Regions from separate parts of the Triticum aestivum genome. Here region 1 is linked to region 2. A link is a contact called in public Hi-C data. All regions are on one chromosome and are shown on one strand. Each heading gives the region's core, a stretch centred on a gene start, on an enhancer-like site or on the middle of the called end of the contact. The rest is flanking DNA. Distances are from core to core; before and after follow the strand shown. Region 1 holds the start of LOC123069944 (vacuolar-processing enzyme). Region 2 has its middle 29 kb from the start of LOC123069943.

What was found. A called contact is a pair of places that touch in the nucleus more often than the background predicts.
Region 1: a Hi-C map of leaf shows a contact between it and region 2, with 4 times the contacts expected there. The contact joins the promoter of LOC123069944 here to the enhancer-like site in region 2. A contact is called at or near these places in 2 of 5 Hi-C or Micro-C datasets (both in leaf).

The regions. Positions count from the first base shown.
Region 1 is chr3B:375,135,384-375,141,918 of IWGSC CS RefSeq v2.1, reverse strand. LOC123069944 (vacuolar-processing enzyme) reads right to left here and starts at 1,838. Exons shown (of 9, transcript XM_044492933.1): 1 at 1,495-1,838; 2 at 502-666; 3 at 1-148. The coding sequence starts at 1,716.
Region 2 is chr3B:374,285,202-374,291,471 of IWGSC CS RefSeq v2.1, reverse strand. No RefSeq gene overlaps it. Among protein-coding and RNA genes, the nearest start is that of LOC123069943, 29 kb to the right of the region's middle. Within about 2 kb of position 2,786, at least 3 of the 8 cell types and tissues checked have an H3K27ac peak or open chromatin away from gene starts, as enhancers often do. A contact at or near this core is called in leaf, where this site is marked.

The DNA.
Region 1 (6,535 bases), core at 589-3,088, 850 kb before region 2:
CAGGACCCCCATGGTCACTGTAAAACACAAAAATGTGATCATTAGGGCCACTGTCCACGACTTTGCCGCTCCCACCACTCACAGCGGTTCTATTACCGAGCAGGACAGCAAAGAAGTTCTTGACATTAACCTCCTTTCCAGTGTAGTCCTACAGTCGGAACAGAAATATTCAGTCGAACAGATGTAAAATTGTGGATAGGGATGCATGATCATTAGAATTGATTCATTCCATTAAGACGTTGACGTTATCACATAGAAAGTTGGCATTCTTCATATCCACGACCAATTGGAAAATAACATAAAGACTGATAGAAATTTAGACATTCAATCATTTTGCAAACTGCTATTGAAATTTCCCTTCGTGTAATTTGTAGAATATCATATTCACATTTTTCTGCAACCATCAAACAGTTTGTAGCACCTAGTAAGGCTAACTACCAATCTTAGATTTTTACTACATCAACAATTACTGGAAAATTTTCCTTGAAGACACATGATTACCTTAGGGACCCCAGCATAGACATCTCCACCCTGGGGGTGGTTGATGATGACGCCCGGCCTCGGGTTCTCCGGGTTGTGCGCAATGTCGTCATACATGAATATGATGATGTTCTCATCCTTGAGACCACCCTTCTTCATGATCTGGTAGGCGTGGCAGATATCCGCCTGCAAAGTGCAAAATTCCAGTCCACAAATCAAACACAGTACTTCATTGTCGTCACTAACCCCTCCCAGTTTCATCCTTATGGTAGCACTGTACTACCAAAAGTACAAAACACACACATAACTGAAATCGTGTTCATAGAGCCTGCCATTACGTGGCAACAACAAAATCATTTTGGCTGACCAGTGCAGTTAATTACTCCCTCCGTCCGAAAATTCCGAAAATACTTGTCATCAAAATAGATAAAAGGAGATGTATCTTCCCGACGAAGGGAGTACATCATTAAAGTTAGTACAAAGTTGAGTCATCTATTTTGGAACGGAGAGAGTACTACTTATATATATAGACAAAATACTAGCATCAGGAACCGTACTTATTAGTGGGTGGAACCACAAGGGTTGTACAATAATACACTTATCAGTGGGTGGAGCCCGCAACAAACACGCAGGCCCCAAAAATCAGGAAATCTCATATGTACGTACGATATTTAATTTTGTTTCCAGTTCATATGCCAAATGAGATGCACACGAAATCGTTCTTAAACCAAGTATTTGCCTCACGGCGATATGGCACCGCGCCAATATCATCATATTAACAGGGTTTGCCAATCATAGTTCAATTGCGGTCGGATTACTCAACAAATCATCAACCACACAAAATAGGAGGAAAAAATCCGGAACACGCAGCAAGAGCAAACGGAACTTTTTTTTTTCAACCTATTCTTTCGGCGATGCACACCAGGTATTAACCGACAGGAAGACAAAACAGGAACGGAAAATCGAGGATCGCGGAGATGCGAACGAGCAAAGAGCAGTATAGCGCGTGCGCACCTGGTGGCGGTAGTTGTAGTAGCCGTTGGAGCCGGCGATGAGGACGGCCCACCTGGTCCCGACGGAGTCATCGTCCTCCTGCCCGGCGGCGCGCTGCGACGGCAGCCGGATGGTGGGCTCCAGCCGTGGGGTCCGCGCGTGCGCCACGGCCAGCACGAGCGCCGAGAGGCACGCGGCGAGCAGGAGAGCGAGGGGAAGGGGGCGGAAGGACGCCATCGCCATGGCTGGTGTTTGGGGTTTGGATTCCGCGAAGAAGCGAGGGGGAGGAGGAAGGAGGGGTTTAATTCGGGCTGGGGCAAAGGGAAAGCCTCCAACGTCTCCTTTTATTATGCGCCGGCGCCTCAGGGTATCTTTTCTTATTCAATATACATGGCGCTCGTAGTCGTAGGTGGGACCTGGTCGTAAATAAGTGGGGTTTTCCATTTTTAACACGCACATACCGTTCACTCTAGGGCTGTTTGGCTGCCTGCATCAACCTCAACCAGGCCAGCTAGATACATGTTTTATTTTTGTTTTGGTTGTTGGCTTGGCTGTTGAGGAATGCTAAAATCGAGCGTTTTCAGCGAGCCAAATTCGAGGGATGCGAGGGGGCGTATGTGGGTGATGACAGTTGCACACACGGGGACACGTGGTAGAAGTCGTGTTGGTTCCCCAAACGGTGTTGTAACTCGCGCCACCCCCTCCTCCTACCGCTCATTCTCCCACTGCTTCACTCTTCCCTCCTCCCACCGCTCACTCTTCCCTCTGTCACTCTTTCTGTCTCATCGGTGGAGAACACAAGATTCGCACGACGAGCACCGGTTTCACCCGCCCTCCGCGTCAATTGCGGTATGCCTTACGTTCCTACCGTACCATCGATTTTCCTGCAGCCGCGTTAGATTTATACTTGATTGTAGATCACACACCATCGATTTTCCTGCGGCCGCATTAGATTTATACTTGATTGTAGATCACACATTCGATTCAAGGTTAGGCTTCTATCTAGGACCAATTGAACCGATTACAATTAGGGATTCGAGGGTATTCACACACACGGGGTAGGAATTTCGAGGGTTTGAACAAACCCTCGAATCAATTAATCAGCACTTCGGATATAGCCTAGCGGCGGGGTTGAGGTGCATGGGGCACGCTGAGCGGCATGTAGGTCGAAGGTAAGTCTCTAAAGTTCATGGTGGTAGTCGTCCACCTTGAGGGGCATTGTAGAGCAGCCAGGTTGAGAAGCCCTCGCCATCATCTTCAACGCCTGGTGCTCCTCCTCCTCGTCAGAGCCGTCTAGAACGATCTTGTTCATACGTGTAGTACGTTTTTGATCGGGACTAGTTCATATGTATATGTTCAATGCAGATTGACAAGCTTGTCGTGGGAGGCAACGACAAGGAGGGAAATGATAAGACTGGCAAGGAGGTTGACAGTATCCTTGATTAGGGGGGTGCTTACCACGTCGGCCTATCATTCATGGGCTTGGCCAAGGACCCACCGACAAACGAAGAATGGGTCATGCAAGCCATGGCCCTTGGTGTACTCGAGATGGCTGTCTCAAAAAAAACTCAAGATGGAATCATTCCAAGATTTGGCGTATACTTCAAGCCATATTCAAATTATCGGCATGTTTATCCCCACATGTAGCCGGCATACGTGTAACCCTACCCCTGGTGTCTATATAAGCCGCAAGTCTTTTTTTAGGCAAGTTAGAACTCATTCATATGATCTCGAGGTAGATCATCCTATACTTTGTACCCTATCCATAATCAATACAAACAAGCAGGGTTTAGGGTTTTACCTCTTGGAGAGGGCCCGAACCTGGTTAAACATCATGCCTTTCTCTACTTCCTGTTACATCTAGCCAAGACCACCAGCTCGGGACTGTTGGGAAACGTAGTAGAAAGGAAAACAAAATCGCCCTACGAACACCCAAGAACAATATGAAAATGCATATAGTGTTTGGTCAACGATCGTTACCGACTCCGGAGTATAGCGAAAGTAGACGAGTCGGTGTAGATCGTACTTTGAGTCTCTCGAACTGTTGATGATGATCCCGCGAACCACCCTTGAACAATCCCTCGAACGAAAGATCGAAAGCACGACCGCTCTACTTGGTTGCAAGCGTACGGTCTTCACGATATGGCAGCGCTTCACCGTCCAGAGCTTATCGTCACCGGATAATTCGAGGGAGGAGATTAGAACCACACTAGGCTTCTAATCATGAGAATTAGAGGATCTAGGTCAAGTTCTAATTGATCAACTAGGATAAACTAGAACTAGAGGAACTAGAGGAGGTTCCAAAACTTGTGTGTTCAAAAGAGCTCAACACCTCAAGTATATATATGTTGGAGGGGAGGAGGGGCACCACAAGGGGGAGGACTTCCCCTTGCTCCAGTCAAGGGGGAAGGACTCCTCCCCCCCCCCCACCCCGATTTGACCTCCTAGGAGGAAAGAGGGGGCACCTCCCCTATTGGGCCTTGGTGGCCCAATTCTTCCTCCACCACTTGGCCTTTTTTAGCCCCGTTGGTATTAAATTAAATACAAAATCCCTCTAACAGTCTAATTTAACATCACCGAAAACATTTTTTCATCCATAATTAATTATCAGTAATACCGGGTATACCCAATGTTGCTCATGCTTCACTGGTGGTAGAGCCTTTGTCATCGAGTCTGACACATTCAAATCCATGTGAACCTTGAGGACCTTCACAAAACCTTTCTCGACATGATGTCAAATAATGTGATACTTGCGCTAGATGTGACTGGTCTTCATGTGGGATCTTAGTTCCTTTGCTTGAGCAACAACACCAGTATTATCACAATAGAGTGCCATTCGGTTCATCGCACTTGGGACCACACCAACTTCTTCAAGAAACTTCTTAATCCAGAATGCCTCCTTTGAAGCTTCTGAAGCCGCAATATATTCTGCTTCTCTCGTAGAATCCGCAACAGTTTTATGTTTGAAACTTTTCCAAACTATCGCACCACCATTAAAGGTGAAAACATACCCCGTTTGAGATTTATAGTCCTCTATATCAGTCATGAAGCTGGCATTGGTTTAACCATTTACAATGAGCTCTTAATCTCCTCCATAAACATGGAGTGTGTCCTTTGTTCTTCTGAGGTACTTAAGAATATTTTTAACAACTTCCCAATGAGCCACTCCGGGATCACTTTGGTACCTGCTACTAGCACTTAGTGCATAAGAAACATTTGGTCTAGTACATATCATAGCATACATGATGGATACAATAGCAGAGGCATATTGGACATTCATCTGCACTCACTCATCAACTACCTTGGGACATTGATTCTTGCTAAGTGTTGTACCATGTGACGTTGGGACACTAGTGGAGAAAAGCCTAGCTATGGTGTGCCAAAAATAGTCTTGCTAGCGTGGACACACGACGCCACTAATATGGCACCATTGCTAAAAGGTAGTGGTGGCATTGGAGGACACGTCAGCAGTATCCTACATCGTGCTGGCGTATCATCACTCCAGCGCCAACACTAAGTTCATCATAACTCTGGCACGCCTGCTCGTCCAACGCCAGCAAATGTTTTTTTTGGTAATAGAAAATTTACTCATCAACACTAGCTAGCTACTTACTTAATAGATACTCCTAAACACAATATACTCATCAACACTAGGTACTTACTTAATAGATAATCATTACATAAGAGGCTCATGAACTCAACAAGTTGATATTAAACTTCACAAAAGTTCACTCAAGTACTCTAGTTACTCGATCATCATCAACTAATAAGATGAACTAGCTAGCTACTTAAAAAACTAATCTTCATCAAGGAGTGTGCCCAACTAGAGAAGCTTCTTTCTATCCGCCTCTCCTTCTCTTCTGAAATGATCTATGTCCATCTTCGGGTCAATCCTCTCAGCCCTGAGGCGTCTTCTCTCCTCCTTCAGTTTATCCCGATCCTCGAAGAGCTTATCCCTCTCGTCCCTAAGCTGATTAGTCTCATGAACGAGCCGAACACCATCCTTGCGTAGCTCTTTAATCTCCCCCTTTAGATCGTCATTTTCCCCTTGCACGCTCTTGATGACATACCCCAAAGTGTAAGAATTCATTGTTGGCCATGTCCACATCGCACACCGACTCGTTGTTTCCTCCAGAATTGGCCATGACCTACAAACACATCGCGTATATGATCAAGATAATATGCAATGTAAAGTAGTTCATGTGTTGGAAAGACATGATTTGTAAAGTTTCATTATCAAATACTTGGTGTGAGCTGTAACAAAACAAAATCAGATACTTTTATAGTAAAGAGTGCATGTGTTGGAAAGACATGATGTTGTTAATTAAGTAGAATAGCTAAAATTATGAAACTATTTTAATAAATAAGACATAGCAAACTGACTTCTATACACACATACTATCATATATAAAAATAACTTATGTATGCAAAGCTATTTGATTTACGTATACCAGTCAACCTATATAGAAATGTGGAAAGAGAACTAAAATGATAATGAAGCATATAGAGATGGAAGTCTGGTGTCGACTGCCAGCAACAGATAAGTATTAAACTAGCTCAGATCCGTCAATGGAGGGGAGACACACAAGTAAAAATGCACTATAAATATCGGATTCTACACAATAGCAATCAGATTCTACACACTAGCTCAGATCCGCCAACATAGGGGTGACACACAAGTAAAAAAATGCAACAAACTTTGTAATCTACATGACACAAACCAAATCCCGGTCGTTTGGCGTGTCCGCAGACGGAGGAGTAGTGGATCTAACCTTGGTGCCGGCGAGGGGCGGCGACGGGGCGTCAACGGCTTTGGTCCAGAGGGGTTGTGTCTACGACTGGGCTGGGTGGGGTGTGAAATGAGAGAGAGAGCGGTGACTTAGGTCTTTTACTAACTTGACTTAGATAGGTTATTGCTGGCATTGGATAAAATGGCAATGCCATAACTAATCACAGGTCAAATAAAAAAAGACTAGAATTAATGAAAGACTTGACAAAATAAAAGACTCAAATTTGAACTGGTGGTAAAGAAATAAAATTCCTAAAATGATAAAAACTGTAA
Region 2 (6,270 bases), core at 1,537-4,036:
CGGGCTTGTTGGGCTTTAGCGCCTACCAAAAAATCTCCGCAGCTATGCGTGTGATTGCATATCGATGAGTATCTTCACATTGGCGAAGATAATACAATTGAGTTAGTGCGTAGGTTTGCCAAAGTGATGATCCGAGTCTTTGGTCATGTCTATCTTCGTGCACCCAACGAGGAAGACACGATAAAGTTGACGGCAGCAAATGAGAAGCAAGGTTGGTTCGGCATGGTAGGAAGCTTTGGTTGCATGCATTGGACTTGGAAAAACTGCCCGAAGGCATGGCACGGACAGTATTGTGGTAAGTCTCGTGATGCAACAATTGTGCTAGAGGACATAGCATCCGAGGATTTATGGATTTGACATATATATATTTTGGTATGTCGGGTACTCTTAATGATATCAATGTGTTGTAACGGTGTCATTTGTTTGCTAGACTTGCTAGTGGTGATGCTCTAGCTTGCAACTTCACGGTGAATGGGCATGAGTACACAAAGGGGTACTATCTAATAGATGGTATCTACCCCTCTTGGTGTACATTTGTAAAAGCATCTAAAAGCCCAAAACTATAAAGCATATTAAATTTACAAAGGTGCAAGAAGCTGCCCGAAAAGATATAGAAAGAACCTTCGGGGTTTTGCAATCTAGATTTGCCATTGTTCGTGGTCCTGCTCGTTTTGGGACAAGAAAACCCTGAGCAACATCATGACATGTTGTGTGATTCTTCACAACATGATCATCGAAGATGAGAGGGACTTGAACTTGGAGTTCTTCTACGACAATGTCGGTAGCCGTGTGAAGCCAGCTAGAGACCCTAACCGCATACAAGCATTCCTTAAGACATACCGGCAGATTGAAGATGCAAACACCCACCACCCTCATTGAGCACCATTGGCAGAGGCATGACCAAAGGCATTGAGCATCATTGACAAAGGCACCGACCAATTTTACATTCATTTCATTAAATTCATGTGTGATCGGTGTCATTGTTGTATTCGGACTAATTGTTGTATTGAATTATTAGTTTTATTTGGTGACTTGAATAATCATTGTAATTTGGATTCATAATCTTCACATTTTATGTTATTTGAATTCATATTATTGTCATATGCAAGATATGTATCAAATTCTGGAAAACCACCCGTTTTGCGGGTTCACGCGGGCTAACCGAATATTCACTTCTGCCGCAGCCTGCGTGAACCCGCAAAACTCATTTTCCGTGAACTATAAACGCGCGATACGGGTCGGCGATTTAAGGGTCTGCTAGAGATGCTCTTAGCACTTGTACATTGTGGAGCCCTCGGAACAGCCTTACGGTATCCAAAAACTTCTCTCTTTCATCCTAATATATAAAATCATTTCTAGGGCTTCAAATTTTACATCGTCCAGGAGCACATACCAGTACGAGATTCTGGGAGGATACTTGGCTCAGAGAGGTACCCCTAGCCATCCAATACCCGTCATTGTATCGTATTGTTCAACGACGTGAGATTTTTGTTGCAACGGTATTTCAATCAATCCCCCTTAATATTCAGTTCAGACGGGCGTTAGTGGGCAATCGTTGGGAAGAATGGCTGCATCTAGTAAGGAGACTGATGGATGTTCAACTTTCCCAACAACCCGATAAATTACGCTGGAAGCTCACTAGGTCGGGAGAATTTACAGTTAAATCAATGTATGTTGATGTGATCAATTCAAGCTCGATTCCTAGTTCCAAACATGTGTGGGCTGTCAAAGTTCCTTTGAAAATTAAAGTGTTTATGTGGTTTCTACACAAACAAGTTATTTTAACCAAGGACAACTTGACAAAGCGTAATTGGACAGGACCTACTAGGTGTAGCTTCTGTGATCGGGATGAAACGATTAAACATCTTTTTCTTGATTGCCCACTAGCTAAAGTTTTATGGAGGACAATCCATATTGCTTTGAATATTTCTCCACCGAGTTCAGTCAACACGTTATTTGGAACGTGGCTTAACGGGATAGAGCCCGGGCTAGCGCGACATATTCGTGTAGGAGTCTGCGCCTTGGTGTGGGCGCTATGGAATTGCATGAATGATTTGGTTTTTAACAGGACAACACGAATTCATTTTTTGCAGGTTATCTTCAGAGCTACGGCGCTGATTCGTTCCTGGTCGCTACTCACTCCGACAGAGGCCAGGGAGCTTTTGGTTACCGGATCTATCCGCTGGGAGACGGTAGCTCGGGATATCTTCAACCGGTTTGGATGGCGGTCATGTAATAGGATAGACAATTAGTTTTTCTATCTCTTTTTAGCCAGCCGGTTGTGGCATCCTTCTTTTGGCTAGTTGATGTTTCTAGCCTTTTTTGTTCTGTGTGAGCCTTTTTTCTCTTTTCGCTATTGAAGACTTTGAGACCTTGTTGAAACTTATTTGTTTGGTTAATAATATGGCCGTATGCATCATGCTGATGCAGAGGCCGGGAGCCCCTTTTTTTTAAAAAAAAAGAGCACATACCACCTTTGATCGCCTGCGGTAATTTATGATTGAACAGGACGGCCGACGGTCCAGCAGAAGAATACGAAGATGGCATCACACTCACTCATGAGATATTTCTTCTTCTTCAGGTGAGCTTGCATGAGATTACACCACGGGAGAAGAAGAGTGTTTTCTGGGTACAGCCGTGTCGGCATCAAGAAATTCAGGAAGAAATTCAGGTGTGCGGCCGAGATTGGTCTCATGTCTCACCGTTTCGACGCCACCGGATGAATGGATAAGGTGAAGAGTCTCGATGAGCCATCGGACCCCCAAACGTCACCCGGGACATCACTCGGATATCCTTTGCCTTTTGACGATGGTGACAGTGACGTGTCATTTCCTTTTCAGCCGCCGTCACCGTGAAGTACTGAGTGAGGGGTTATTTTTTAATTTATTATTTTCTCTCATTTCTGTTCGTCTTTTCCCTTGGCAGTATTTTCGGGTTGGATAGCGTGACTACTGTTGCTTGCGTAAGTGGGAACCTCCACAGATTCCATGTCGTGAATAAAAAGGAACCTCCACAGATAGACAAGGACTCGGTAGTACAGTTTACGGGCGAAATGAGACAGATTTGTTATCCATTGCATGATGATATATCCTACCGTCTCCAACGGGCACCCGCAAACCACCCGCATCCGTTCATACCGTACTATTCAGACCACGAAAGCCATCCAATATGATCATGTATAGGTCTGAGATATAGTCCGGACATGTTTTTTCTCGTCGACCGAAAACAAATGTTGGAGGCTTTGCGAGAGTCCTGACATGTGAAACGTCGACCTCTGCCCCCCCCCCCCCACCTCCCCCCACCGGCCCACCCAAAAGGAAGGCGAAGCCCGCGCTTTTGAAGCATCCCGCATCGTTTTCGCGTCAAAATCCCCCACTCTCTGCTTCCACCCCCCGCCACTCTCCGCCCAATTCCCGCTCTTTTCTCCTACCCTTGCCGCATAGAACTTGTCGGAGATGGAGTCGGGGAGGTGCCGGAGGACCCGAGCATCATGCTCGCCCGGAAGATCAGCTCGGCTACGCGGGAAAATCGTCGCGTCAAAGCGAAGGCCTCAAAGGAGGAGAAGCTCGACAAGCGGTTGGCCGCCGGTGTGCGTGGTGGCGGCGTTGGGCCTCGAGGTCGTGGTGGACGAGGCGGTCAAGGTAGCCGTCGCGAACGCCGCCAGACGGGCGCGCCCACAATACAGACATTGTCATGGCCGGAGCATTACGAGCCTCTGTACTACTACGCCTCCAAGCAGCTCAGAACCCCTGCCGGTACGATGCCTTACATCGTCAGCGTTAATGCGGCGCCGCTCTTCCCCGAGTATTCTTCGTCACAGCTTGTCCGGGCACGAATGGCGGGCGGGGCAGATGGGTGCCCACACACTGTTCGCTATAATGCCTCGAGCAGGGGAGCCGACGTACGACAACCCGGACAGGGAGATGCTCGACATCATCCACGACGGAGGCGAGGGAGGAGTAGGGCGCTATGAGGACAGGCAGGTGGAAGACTCGGATCCCACCTAGTCTGGTAACTAGCAGCAGGAGAAGTCCAACACCTAGACGGCCAGGCAACAGTCCTACACCCACACTGGCGATAGCACAAAGCAACAGCAACACTTGGCCGCCGGACAATAGCAGTCAGAGGGGAAGGGGAGGAGGACGGCTAGGACGATGATCCGGATGATACAAGTGGCAACCCGAAGAAGAAGGGCAACGGAGAAAGCTTTAACATGCGGGAGGACGAGTTGTTGTGCGATGCATGGTTGACCACTAGCATTGATGTGATCCATGGCATGGAGCAAAAGGACACAACCTTTTGGAGGAACATTCACATATGGTTCTGTGAACACATCATTTCACGCCCTACTCCGATGCGGTCATAAGCAACCATGAATGGAAGTCCATCAACATCGATGCTACACCATCCAACAGGTCATGTCCAAGTATTGCGGGCACTTGAAGCATCTCATCGCACGGTGACCTAGCGGTGCACAAATCACCGAGCAAGTTAGTTGATCACTAGCTGGATATGCTGAGTCTTGTTGATGACTAGCGAGACATGTTTGTTTTGTAGCTCACTAGATGGATATGCATTGTCGATAATGTTTCACTTTGTAGTTTACTCGTTCTTGTGTGGTGTACAAGAAGTTGGAGAAGAAGTCCTTCACCGTCATGCATTGTTGGTTGAAGTTGAATGGGCAACCGAAGTGGAACCTTTTTCATTGCCAAGACCTCCGCCCAAGCCAACGAGGAAGAAACCGGTGACCCTATCGACTCAACCGAAGAACTGTCGAAGAAGGTTAGAAGAAATTTATGGGGAAGAAGTGGGAGGAGGAAAGGGCGAAGCGAGAAGGTGCTGCGACCAAGCTGACGGAGATGTTCGAGAAAATCTTGGCGAAGAAGGAGGAGGCATGCGTGAGGAGCTCAGACATCAAGGAGTAGAAGAAGGCGAAGAGGTTCAAACTGTTGATGAAGGCGATGGACAAGAAGCTCAAGCTCGAAGAAAGGAGGACCATGATCGAAGAGAGAAAGGCCACGCTCGAGGAAAAGAAGGTGAAGATCACCACCAATGCAAAGGAGGCCAAGATGTTGACTCTGAATGTGGACTCTTTGGATACCTACGCAAGAATCATCGTGCAATCCATCCGCTACCAGATGCTGCAGTAGTAGAAAGATCATTTGGCGGAGGCGGACGGCGAGGACGCTGCGAAAGCGTACGCGGACGCGGGGGCAGAGGTTGTCTATGCGGTGGTGACGACACCACCTTGGCCAGGGAGGAGGGAACGACTGGGATTGTCGGTGCGGCGGGGCAGAAATGCACGGACTGCCAGACTGATATTCTTTTGGATTCAAGCATGTAAAAACTAAGCATACTTGCTTCTTTTTGGTTGTGATCGGGCATGCAGTCCGGCGCTGGGTGATCTGACGCGTTGTGTGGATCGAGCACATTTGAATTGAATTTACTGGCGGACATATACATGATAGCGTTGGATGTTGGCCTCCCGCATCTGATGCAGGGAGGAAATTTGCGGGTTGCCATTGGAGATGCCCTTAGTACTCCCTCCGTTCAGGTTTGTTGGACCCCTTCATATTTTGGTCATTTCTTGACCATCTAAATGACTAACAAAATAATAGTATGAAGTATGAAAAATGCATGAGAGCTCTCAGATGCCACACACCCCTATACGAATATAGTATAAAAACATTAGTAAAATTTTAAATAATATGAAATTTTGGGATATCAAACATGGGTGGCCATTCTACTCCCACGTTTAGTTTAGTGAGTAATGGATGCCCGTGGTATACGGTCATACAATCCATCCAAACAATTTTTTTGGTATATAGAATTTTTTTGACTTTTTTTTATCGAGAATACCACGGGCACCATTCCTCACAGAACTAAACATGAGAGTAGAATGGGCACCCATATTTGATATTACAAAATTCTAGTTTTTTCTGAAATTTTGTGTTATTTTTTAATACTATTTTCATATTAGGGTGAGTCAGATCCGAGTCACAAATCCTCATCCCATGAAGTATACGCTACATTATATGATTAGAGTACTAAATTAAGGTGAAGGTTGCAGTCGACGTAGAGGTGGCTCAGTAAAGCCTAGCACAACTAGGGTAAGGGCATCTCCAATGCCGAACCCGCAAAATGGACACCACATTCGTCTATGGATTGGAGAGGACCAGTCCGTGGACATGGACGCGAAAGCTGGCCATCCAGAACCGTCTGCATATATCCGGCCCAATATATTTAAAATTCCGCACGTTCAAATAGCCG